Regions from separate parts of the Rattus norvegicus genome. Here region 1 is linked to region 2. The links are chromatin contacts, called in public Hi-C maps. All regions are on one chromosome and are shown on one strand. The core of a region is the stretch at or near the end of the contact, and the rest is flanking DNA. Distances in the headings are between cores, read along the strand shown.

Evidence for each region. A called contact is a pair of places that touch in the nucleus more often than the background predicts.
Region 1: a contact with region 2 is called in a Hi-C map of the Rat2 cell line, with 6 times the contacts expected there. The contact joins the promoter of Runx1 here to the enhancer-like site in region 2. A contact is called at or near these places in 2 of 12 Hi-C or Micro-C datasets (the Rat2 cell line and hepatocytes).

Annotation. Positions count from the first base shown.
Region 1 is chr11:45,418,844-45,425,277 of GRCr8, forward strand. It overlaps Runx1 (RUNX family transcription factor 1), which reads right to left and starts at 2,482. Exons shown (of 6, transcript NM_017325.2): 1 at 1,814-2,482. The coding sequence starts at 2,083.
Region 2 is chr11:45,274,634-45,280,424 of GRCr8, forward strand. No RefSeq gene overlaps it. Among named protein-coding and RNA genes, the nearest start is that of Clic6, 54 kb to the left of the region's middle. Within about 2 kb of position 2,973, at least 6 of the 93 cell types and tissues checked have an H3K27ac peak or open chromatin away from gene starts, as enhancers often do.

The DNA of each region.
Region 1 (6,434 bases), core at 1,232-3,731, 140 kb after region 2:
GCAGCAGCAGCAGCAGCAGCAGCAGCAGCAGCAGCAGCAGCAGCAGCAACAACAGCAACAACATCAAGGCAGCTCAGAGAAGGCCCCAATTTCTTCACCAAGTCCCCTTAGCTCAGCTGCACAGGGAAATCTACCTTAAATGGCCCTTTGGTTGACTACAATGAGCCTGACATCACTCTGTTCTCTGAAAGTGACCTTAGGGCCAGGCCAGTCTGGTCTCTCTCAGGGTAACTGAAGACAACAGCAGCTAAATTTGTTTTTCTAAAGGAATTGGGGTGGATTCTCTAACAACTGGAAGGGAAGGAAAAACCAAGTGCCTGGCTCCCCTTCTGACTCTCAGCCCCATACACTACCCCCTTTAAAAATGTTGCTTTCAAAACAGCGGCAAAGGCAGGCACCTCTGTAGACAGAGTCGGTTGCAAATTCTACTTCTGTGATTTTTAAAACGTGGACGGTGTTTTTAGTATTAAATTAAGGAACCCCGGATAGCACTTTTCAAAAAGTGAGCGTTATTCATTGTAATTAGATCAAGATCCAGCTGAGGCCTGGGACTACGAAAAGCTTAAATTAAATTAAATTATTCTCCCTCCTAAATGAGACAATTATTCAGCTAAATTGAAAAAAAAGGGGGGGGGAAGAGCAGCTTCACTTTACAGCTTGGGTCCCCCCGCCTTCATTAGCTTTTTAAAAGAACGCAACTTGACAGAGTCAATTTGCTTTCCGCTGTAGCTTTTAAAACCTACCCCGAAGAAGACCAAAGAGGAGAATCTGAATTCCTCCAGCTCCCTGCCAGAGGAGTGGGGTGGTTTTTTTTTTTTAAACCGCCCAAGGTTGTTTATACATCGCTTCTGAAGGCCAAGTTTTAGAGGCAACTCAAAGCCAGGGCTAGATCAGGGTGAAAAGCGACCAGAGCGACGTGAGCTGCCCACCTGAAGTGGCCGCGTCTACCCGGCCCCTTCCTCTAACAGAAAAGCTGCTCGACCGGACCTTTCCAGGTGTCGGAAGACACCCCGTCACCTTTCTTGCCTGGGGCTTAATTTAGGTGAGCCAGCCATAATATTCTGGAGGGTTCCAGAAAAAGCAACAGGATTCACTACTAGCGGCTTCTGGCAGGAGCAGGCTACAGGCTCGAAAAACTCCTCCGGACTTTGGCAAACTTAACTACGCCTGCCGCGGACTTTGGACACGCTGAATCCGAATCCTATAGGGCGGTTAAAAAAAAAAACAAAACAAAAAACAAACGAACCGGCGGGGTGGGGGGTGGGATCCCTGGCGTCCCCTTGGTTTATTTTTACTGACCGGAAGATAGTAAAGCATCTTTTATTTTATTTCCCGATGCCTTCATTTGAGAGATAGGTGTCCATCTATCTCTTCATTTGAGAGATGGGTGTCCATCCAGAGGTCCAGGGAGCCTAACTAAGGAAGATGGACTGGCCCGCTCCAAGGTTCTAACTTTTTCTAATTTCGTAGCAAAGATAAGGAAGGTCCTTGGCAGATGTTCTGGGATTATCTTAAAAAATAAAAATTAAAAAACAAAAAACAAAAAACCCCCCCAAAAAAAACCAAAAACCAAAACAACCAAAACTCTCTCTTGGATACCTCTGCGGGTGGCCAAGGTGGGTCCCTTCCGAGGGTCGCCACGGCAACGCAGCATCCTCCCCCCCATCCCAAACTCAGTGAGAAGGACCAAACAGAGGCTTATACAGGCAGCACCCTTCTCTAGAAGCCGCCTTAGCCTCTGCCCCCTAGGCTCACTCTGGCCAGCGGCCGGCCTCCACCTGCTCCTCCCGCCACCCTCTCTAGACAGGAGTACCTTGAAAGCGATGGGCAGGGTCTTGTTGCAGCGCCAGTGAGTGGGCAGCACGGAGCAGAGGAAGTTGGGGCTGTCGGTGCGGACTAGCTCGCCGGGGTGGTCAGCTAGTACCTCCACCATGCTGCGGTCGCCGCTCCTCAGCTTGCTGGCCAGGGCGGCGCCGCCATCCGGGGCGCCCAGCGGCAGCGCCTCGCTCATCTTGCCGGGGCTCAGCGCGGTGGAAGGCGGCGTGAAGCGGCGGCTCGTGCTGGCATCTACGGGGATACGCATCACAACAAGCCGATTGAGTAAGGACCCTGAAAACAGCTCCTACTAGACGGCGACAGGGACTCGGATCTTCTGCAAGCTGCTCCCGGGAGACCAACATACAAGTTCAGGAGCCTTTATTACTACCGGAGGGTTGTGGGGGTAGCAGGACTGAGATCTAGTTACGCGGATCGGCCTTACACCCAGGCAGGGTTAGCAACTGGCCGCTTAGTGCATTGAAAAGTGGGCAACCCAGAATTCAAAGTCAAATGCCCCAAGGAGCCTCGCTTTCAGAGTTTGGAGTTCAGTCTTTGGCTATTACAAACGGTCCCGGAGGCAAAATTCCCGTATGCGTCCTAAAATATTTATGCGCAGAATTAAAAAAAATGACCAGAAAAAAAAAAAAAACAAACTAGATTTGGAAGTTCCAGCAGTTCATTGCCTGTCAGTTTGTTTTTCTTTCTTGCGGGTCAGTTTTGTTTAAAGTCTCAACAAAATACAAAACTTGGGAGTGTCTTCCATACAGAGCGCCCCTCTTACCATGAAAAACTCACTTCGTTCTCAAAAGCGAGAGCCGCCAACTTTCAAAGATTGTGCTACTAATGTATGTGCTCGTATATATAGATATATACACATGATCTACTTCATAAAATATTTACAATACAATCTGTAGAGAATTTAAACACAACAGAAATCCATTAATGTTCGCCGCAGTTTTTTTTTTTTTTTTTTAAGTAGCCTTGAAAATCAGCTTCAGTAGTTAGAAGACTGGGATAGAAGCACTTGTCATTATTCTCTCAATAAATTCTGGCCAAATAAATGGTCAGTACTTTACGAAGATCTCTAGCTAATCTTAAAAAAAAAATCAAATTCGATGACACTCAGGGTAGAGCTTCCCACAGCTGAGGACTCTGGTTTGGGAACGATGGTTAAGTTTGTGGCTGATCCTGTGGTTTGGTGGGAGTTGAGCCGCAGTTGGGTCACACACACACAGGCAGACATGCACTCTTCGGAAGTCAGCCACTGTCTACATTGGTTGAGTGAGTCAGCCCAGACTCTGGCAGTAGCAAGATGATCTTCCTCCAACGTCGCCCGGCGCTGGCTGGTTTTCTGCTGGGGCGCACAAATACCCACGAGCGAGCACCGTGTAACCGCAGCAGGTGGAGCGGGCCTGGGAGGAGGCGCCGTAGACCAGTAGACTCGAGTTACACACGCTCACTCCCACGCACCCTGCCACGCACACGCAACTTCACCGCTCGCCTGGAAGCCCGGAACACTTTCTCCCGCAGTTGTCAAAAGAAACAATCGGAGAAAAGTTTACAGCCAGGAGAAAAGTTGAAACATCCAAAGCCTAGACGCCGGTTCATTCAAAAGTAAGAAAGGAAAAACAAAAAGAAAAGGAAAACAAGGAGGTCCAACGCAGATCTAAGAAGAGCGGCAAAGGGTGACTTTCTTGCGTCTCCGGTAGCTCAGGATGGAAGTGCCAGCCGCGGGGCCGGGCGGCGTGGTGCCCTGGCTGGGTCCGGCCGCGGGGCGCCCGTCCTGCCCGCGCCCGCTGGCTCTATGAATGAGAGTGCCTGGAAATGAACGTGCTTTTACTGTAAGCCCGGCCCGAGGAATTCCATTCCCTCAGCTCGTTTGCATAGGGGAGACCGACGGCCAATCACAGGCCTTTCCGGTATCAGGCTGGGCGCGGCCGGCTGCCGCGCTCCTGGAATTGGCCCGCGCGCCCCCGCGCGCTACTGTACGCCGCCCCGGCCCGGACTGGGTGGCAGCCCCTACCGCCCCCAGCTCCGGTACCCACGCCGACCCCGCACACACATGCACACGCAGCCACGTTTGCCCGAAGCCAGGCCCAGGTTTAGACTCCACGCCAGGCAGCCACGCGCAGGGTGGCACTGCCACACTGGCTCTGGGTGGGTTTGAGGGGCGCGGCGGCGCCACCGGCGGCCACGGTCCCGGAGACCCCGAAACGGGAATCGAGAGACCGGTCGGGCTTGGGCACCGCGAGCTGCGCCCGGAGAAGCCCGGGGCCCAGAGATCTGAGGCAGGGAGACGCCCTGAGCGCCCTGGACACATAGCTGCCACCTCCGGGCTCCGGGGACCCGGGCTGGCATCCCGGAATGGTCCCCAGGCAGCCTTGCACTGCAGTCCGTGGGCCCAGGCTCCGGGTCCTGAGAGGACAGGGTGGGTTTCGGCCGCAAGAGGGCCGGAGGGCTGATGGCCCGGTTGGGGAGGCTCTGAGCGCCTCCCTGGGCCTGACTGGTAGCTGAGGTGCAGTGGCACAGGGTCATTTAAATACGGCCAGCCGCTGCTCCGCCGCAGAAGTTTTGGGTTTTAAGCATCCTCTCCGTGGTACAGTTGCTTTATTTAGTGTCTTTTCTCTGCGGCTGGGCTGCGGCTTGATTACGCAGCGCGCCGCGTTCTGAGTGTGCGCAGCGGCCGGGAAGGAGAGTTTTCTAACCAAGGCCTCCAAGAACCCCTAGACTACCACAAAAAAAGTTGAAAGCATTCGGGGATCCAGGCCACCCCGAATTCCCGAGCTCGAATCCACCCTCCAGCTCCGGGAGGAGGCCGGAGCTTTCCTTCGGGAGCTGAACCCACCCCGCTGGCGCACTGTGGGGGCACCTCCCCCATCTTGTCCGTCCCCGCGGCGCCGAGGGCATTTTCGCCGAGCTTTAAGGTCCCGTTCTGCTTGGCGCGCGACCCGCTGCTGTCCCCAGCCAGAGCAGCTGGCCTGTGCCCTTCGTGGGTCCCTTACTTCTCCTGGGCCTTGCTTCCTCCGGGACTTCGTACTACCCATTCCATGGAGCCCCGCTACTGTCCACACATGACCGAACCCCTCCACTTCCATCTGTGCTCGGGTCCCTGGCTGGTCCCCGCGTGTATCTTCCCTCCATACGCATCCGCGCAGCCAGGGTTCAGTGGAGGAGGAAGAAGATGTGGAGGTCCGGGCACGGAGGCCTGGTTGGGAGTTTGGGGCAGCTTCTCCTGCCCCAGGCGGGTAGGAGCTGGTGGTGTGGAGCACCCAGCAGGCCTTTCACCGTCATGTCGGGGCTCGGGGTGGACGCCAGGGGGCAGCAGCGGCCCTCGTTAGGCGCCCTGGGAAGCTGAGCTGGGCAATGGGCACACCCGGATGGTTCGGGGATCTGTCTCACCTGGAGAGCCTTAGGGTCTATCTAGTGAATTTGGGAAAAAAACATTAGGAAGCGGACACCAGAATCCACCTAAGCGCACCGGTCGCTCAGAGGTGGTATCCGGGCCAGCCTGCATAGGAATCCCCCGGCTGGTGGGTCTCTCCTGTCGCGATTCACGGAAATTAGGGTCTCATTTCTTCTCAAAGCTTCTTTGCCTGGGCTCTGTCCTATGCTAGTTCAGGACCATGAGTTCTTTAGGTGTCCAGAGAGCGGCAGAGAAGTTCCCCAGCCTTCTGTATTTTCCCGAGTGGGCCGGACTTCCCTCCTAAAGCACTAAGATCATGCCAGCAGGGAAAAAAAAGCTCAGTGTTCCCCTGGCGTTTGGGGGGAACCAGGAGCTTTGGGAAGAAAAAAAAATCTTTGCTTTTCTTTCAGAATGAATCTCTAAGAAGTCCCATTCCAGGTGTCAGTGTTCCCTACCTACTCCTACCTCCCCCTTGCTTAGCGATGTTAGAGTTAGCAGTCACCATCCCGCGGCCCGCACTCCCCTTCCGGGGCCACAGCTTCCTAGAGCGGCCAGGTTCTGGTGTGCTGGCTCTACTGGAGAGTTCATGGCCAGTGGAAGCCAGACTCCCTCATATAGCTAGCTAGGCTCCCCTCAAATGCATTTTCTAAGAGGCCAACTTCAGATCTAGTGCTCCTGGGGCCACAGCCAAGCACATCCGCAGGGACCCACTGAGACGGAGCTGGATCAGAACAGTGTGGCAGCGACAACACTGGACCTTGACTCCAGGAAAAGGGGTGCCTCTCCAGCCCTTCAAAGGGTTAAAGGAAGCCCCTTGGAGTCAAGCCCCTGCTTAAACCCTCAAACCCGGCACGCTCGGAGTTTAGGGTTGTCTGTCTGGCAGAAGCCTAGGAAAGGCGGTTACAGGACCGCATACACCGAGTTTAGCTTTTAAGGTCCGCACCTTGAGCGCTGCTCAGCTGAGTTACTAAGTTCAAAGCCGGACGACTATGCTATAGCAATGAAAAGCTCCAAAAACCCGGCCTCGGGCATCCCTGGACCTGTGCGGGTTGTCACTGAGCCACTCGACGCATATTTGAAAAGCACAAACAAATAAAATCATTGCCCCTCTGTACTGCTGAATAGCAAACAGCGAGCACGCAGCTGGGACTCAACTGAGGGGCAGGGTGACCACAGCCCTCAGAGCTTTGATCAGAGTACATGTAAGTCCTGC
Region 2 (5,791 bases), core at 1,723-4,222:
GGCCCTCAGGGAATCTCAGGAGCCAGCTTAGAGTCTGCGATGAACACTCTAGAGCAAGGCTCCACCACCATATACAACCCCTGGCTGAGGTCAATGGAGGTTGCATTGCTAAACCTCTTACGTGTTGCCAAGCCAAGTCGTGGCATCAGGTGTCTGCTGCGTATCTTCTTGGCGAGCATCCTCCAGACTCTCTTACTGTTAATCCTCAGGTTCAAACTCCATGGGGCGGGCAGGTCTGACATTCCCTGAAGTCTACTTGACCTGATTCCCAGGTTCCTGTGACAAAGCAAGAGTTTGTTGACCTCCACATCTTGGCACTAAGTGTACTATTTACTCAGTGTTTTTGCCAAAGGGTGGGGAGAGAAGGTGGGGCTGGAGGAAGGATTTTTTTTTGCAGTTGGTCAATGAAGGGCTTTGTCACGACTCCTCTCCTGTTGAACAGGTGGTTGAGCGTCTCAGTACAAGGTAGACATGTTTCTCCGTTAGTCCTTTCTGAATTCAGCTCAAAGGCAGTTATATAAATGAACAACAATAACAACACTACCACGGACAACAGCCAAGCCAAGGCTGCTCCTTCAGAAGAAAAGAGCGTTTTAATAAAGAGCCAGAAAGATGCGGCACACAAACGCCAAGGCACTGATTCTTCCCTGTTCTCAGGTTTCAGCTGTGAGATGGTTTGTCAGCTGTGACAGTCTGGAAGCACCTGGGAGGAGAGTCTCAGTGAGGGATTATGACACCAGGTTGGCCTGTGGACATGTCTGTAGGATGTTGTCTGGACTGTATGAAGACCCAGCGTAAAAGTGGGCAGCACCATTCCTTGGCTTTGGATCCTGAATGGCCAAAGAGCAGAGAGAGAGTGAGCTGAGGAGCTTGTGTGCATGCATCCATCCCTGTCTGCTCTATGCCGAGCGACTAGTTGCTTCAAGTCCCTTCCTTGACTTCCCCACGTGATGGACTGGAGCTATGGACCTTCTTTCTCTAAAAGTTGCTCCTCCCAGGGTGTTTTGTCACAGCAAAGGGGAAAAAAAAAAGTAAAACATTTACCCGTGCACATTTGGTAGTTTTATAGTATGTGTGGTTTCAATCGTTGGATTGTCATTCAAACCAGTCACAGCCTTTCAAGTGGTGAGAACTATAAAGGCTACAAGCTGCCTTGTCTTCATCGCATTCCAGAGCATGGGGCAGTCGGAGGCCTTCAGCGCTTACACCAAAGGGAAGGAAAAAGTCTGTCAAAACCAGAACAGTAAGGTGGTGACCAGGCTCCTGTGGATACGAGACAAGCAAGACCTGCTTGTGCCATGGAAGGTCACCAGGGCAGATATGAAATGGACAGAAATCCAGTCCTTAGGCCCCAAGGCTCTTGGTGCAGGAGGAGGAAGAGGAAGGGAAGGGGGGGAAGGGGAGGGAGAGAGACTCTCAGTGTGTGTCATCTCTGAGATTTGTTTGAACAGCACCCTGTCTGGTTCTGTGTGACACACACTCGTCTGTGCAGCCTGAGTAGCTATGTCACTGCCTCCCAGCTTCTGACAGAATCCCCTTCTGAGGACACAATGAACATTTCTCGCTGGGAAAGGCTAGAAGGTGACCATCCTATAGCCTTCTTAGCTTGGTTTCCCTGAGAGCCACATTCCAGTGAGAGATACCATCATCCGTGCAATAAAACTAATGTTTTAAACAGTATTGCCTACTCTCCTGATTCTTGGGATTTTATGTCCCGGGAGCACAGTGAAATTAAGTTGGTTTTGTTCTCAGGCATAGATAGTTTCCTCTGGTCATGTTGAGTGACACAACAGTCTCCTCGGTGAGAAATGAATGCATGGTCTCAACCACAGACTCTTAACAGATGACACGATGGTGACCCTCGTCAGGAAGCACATTTTCTGGGGACCCTGGGATACCCTGTTAATGCGGTTGCTATAGATACACATGCTCCCAACTTGTCCTGAAGGCTAGACCCAAGGCCATGCTCCCTGGGAGTTTAGGAGTTAATTTGGTTTCATAAGAACTTTCTAGAAAACAATAATAGCTTGATCTGAAACAGTTGAGATGGGGGAGGTGTTAAATTTACCCCCAGGACATCTTGATAAAGAAAACGTCTCATCTTTCAGAGACATCTTGGGGTTGCCCTGTCTGGTCGGGCTGATTAGATCACCTGTTGGCTTGGTAGCAGTGATCACTTTTCTGAGAAAGAGATTCTTCCTGACTCTTCAGAGATGTCTGAAGACCCATTTCCATCTTCTTAGTGTGAATGACAGGGACACTCATAGGTAAAACTTGAACTGTGTCCACCTCCTGGATGCCGTCACCCAACCTCTAACACCCCACTGCTGTGGCACCTCTGTGCTTTCTGCTTGATAGGGGCTCCGTGGCACAGTAGTGCCCCTCCACCGTAGCAAGTGTTGCCCTTATTGTCTGGGATGCAAACCGTCTTCCCAGGGTGCTCGATGGCAGCTGGCCAGTCTTGGCTGTCTTCCAAACTAACAACTACTAAGTCATTTAATTCTTACCTAAAACTCAGAGCAACATTAATAGTTAATGCCTGAAGCTAATTTTTGTGGAACCACGCATTACCGACAAGATCAGGAGAGTGACGGTTCCCAGCAACCCAGCCCTCTCTTCCCATCTCCCCATCCCGTCCTGAGTCTTTCTGGGATCCTTTTGTACAGGCACATGTGTCTAAGGCAATATCAGTAACATCAAACAGATGTGGGTTCAGATCCACTCCTCATGAGATGGATGGAGAAGGAAGTTGAAGTAGATGAAAATCAGGGAACGGGGGAGGGGTTAGCACAGCTAGGAACAGCGGGATTACTCAACACTTGGATTTTTAATCAAGGGATCTTAGTAATGAACAATATATCCTTTGTTGAACACACAAAAAAAGAAAAATGCAAACCAGAAGCCAGTAGAGATTTAGTAAACAGAACAATCTATAGGGCCCCGAAGGGGCATGTGTGCACAATGACTGTTTTAAACTCTGTTAGAGACAGGCTTTGGTTCAATGGTCAGTGCCAGTCTTGTTTGGCAGTGTCTTGCACTGACCCAGGCAGAGACGCAGAACATTTTGGATTAACTTGGACTGTTCACACTCACCAACAGTTGGCCTGCAGTGTTTAATGTGCTCTCTGAACTTTAAGATAATAAAAGGTTTACTTGGGATAAGCCTTTCATCCTTTTAAACACTCCCAGAGTTGGGAGTTGGAGGTACCGAGTGTGGTCACTACGGGTACTGAAGCTCCCAGACAGCAGTCCACATTCCTTTAAGGGCAGCCACCTCTAGACGGCTCATTTCCCATTGTCTAGATGCTGGTCTGCAATTTCTTTCTGGGATCCAGACAGTTAATTGTGACTCAAGAGGACTGGGGAAAGAGCTGCATGGCCTCCGGCAAGTTATTTAATTTTGTTGAATCTCAGTTTGCTCATCTGTAAAAGATTTTTTCCGCTCAGCTCTTGGAACTCTGATAAGGATGTTCACGAAAACACACAAAACTGTCAAAAGCACTTATCGGGCTTTCTCCTTGGTAGTGTGCTAGGTTTTTGTACGTAGCATTCTCGCACCAGACACGATGGATGTGAAATTGGTGCTGGTCTTAAGAATTTGAACAACTCTTGAAATATAAGGAAATAGGCTACAGGAGGCTGGCCAGGGCCTGGTAGGCAGGGAACTAGGCAGGAAGTTTGGTCAGTGCTGGTTGGACATAGAACAAACCTCCTTTCCTCTCTAAGCCCCACGCTTGTTATTTTTGACTTTGAGAGAAGAAATGGGAACAAAATAATTTTGACTTTCAACAAAGCGTTATTGCAGAGAGCTACACAACTCTCAAATAATTTTAACAGTAACCTCCCAGCTCTGTCCCAGATACTCCCTGTCCCTTCCTGAAAGAAGTCCCTTGACCTGAGAGCCTGGGAAGAGGTCTTGTCTGAGTCCAGATCACTTCAGAAGCCATAACTAAGTGCTGGGCACTCACATCCCGTCTGAGTCACTTCCTCCAGTCGAGAATACACATGACGAGTCAAGCAAGGCACAAACCATACTTCTGCCATCCGCATTTCAGCTGCTCTCTTATCTTCTAGGTAGTGAGCCACCATTTAAGGTGACTGCAGATCTGATGAGAAACTCATCTCTTCAAAGCAGCCAGAATTCTGGGAGACTTAGAAGAAGGACAGAGGAAATGCCTATTATGTTAATGGTTGTTTCCTTAGCCACTAACTTTCTGAATAACTTCAACTGAGAAACTTTGACAAGACCCAGAAAGAGAGAACACCCAGCAGACTGAATGATCCAACCCATGCTCTGTAGCTCTGGTCTCTCACAGTCGAATGCTGGGCTCCACCCTGGGGGTGCTTCTTACAAAAACCTGTGTTTTAGGTTCCTTGGTTGTCAGTGTCCCCAGAAGCTCCAAGGCTTGGTCTCAGTGGCTGGCAGAGCTGGAAGGCAGGTAAGGGGGTGAAAACCTGAAAAATTCCGACTCAACAGTGAAGTCCTCTAAGAGACAACATCGAGTGTCGGTCCCAAAATGTTGAAGTCCCATCTTTTAATTTTTATTTTTGACAGATACACAATTGTACACGTCTTTATGGGCACAGCATGAAGTTTTGATACATTTATATGTTGCGTAATGATCAAATTAGGGTATCCCACATGACATGATGGTTCTTTCTTTTTGATGAGAATAATACAAACCATTTCTTCCAGGTGTTCGGTATGTTTGATATGATGATGTTAACCAGTTCCTCTGCTGTGTATTAAAGCACCAGGACAGATTTGTATTCTTCCTTACCAATTCTAACTTAGTAGAGTTGACTGGCTATCATCCTCTCCCTCCAGTCCCCTCAGCCTCTGCTCTCATTCATTCTAGTCTTGTCCTCTATGACGTCAGGGTCATTAGATTCCACATATGAGGGTGACCCTGAGGCATTGGTCTTCCCCCAGTGGGCAAGTTTGCTTTTGTATCATCATCTCCTAAAGATCATGACATGGAACATGGTTTCCCATCACCATCTCTGAAGGTACACACTTCATCTTTGGCCTTTGCCTTTGAGACTAGAAAACCAGTAAATCCCACTTGAAGATGCCTGCGAACTGATGTGTCCTCGAATGCTTGTCACAGGGGGGGATCCTTTAGGAAGGGACAGCTCCTGCTTGGTGATGCTAAAGAGCATGGTAGACAACTCCCTTCTAGGAAAGGATCTGAAGGCATCTAGGAAAGACCATGTGGCATTAAAATGGAGCTAACACTGGGCTGTATGAAGGGTGACATGGTCCCTTCTTAAGGAGTTAGTGTCCCTCAGGGGCTGGATCCCACGATGTCACCCCAGCTCAGACCTGGCTCCAATTCCCCATGAGAACTGGCCTGGCTTTCTCCAAGTCAGCTTTCCACATCAGTGCTGACTGGTCTCTGTTTCTTTCACTTGTACTTAGCTCTTCCTTAGGACCCAGCAACAACGGGTATTGAGCTCCGTGAGGATGTAAACAGTGGTCGTTGTTCTGAGTCACCTAAGATTTCATCACTGAGGGTGACTCAAGGGTCTTATGAGGGCTTAGATTACTTGTCCCTAGTCCCTTATCTGGTGGTCATAGTTGATGACCTTGGGCCATGGCAAATATTCTCAAAATATGTTCCTGGAGAGGCAGCAGTGGCCTCTGTTGGAAATGTCAAATGTCAAATGTCCATGCTAACATCTGCTAGAAATGTCAACTACTAAGGTGCACTGCGAGTTGACCAAGTTAGAAACCGCCATCTTTTAGTCCCCCCTGGAGAATTCATGTGCTTGGTAAAGTTTGGGAAGC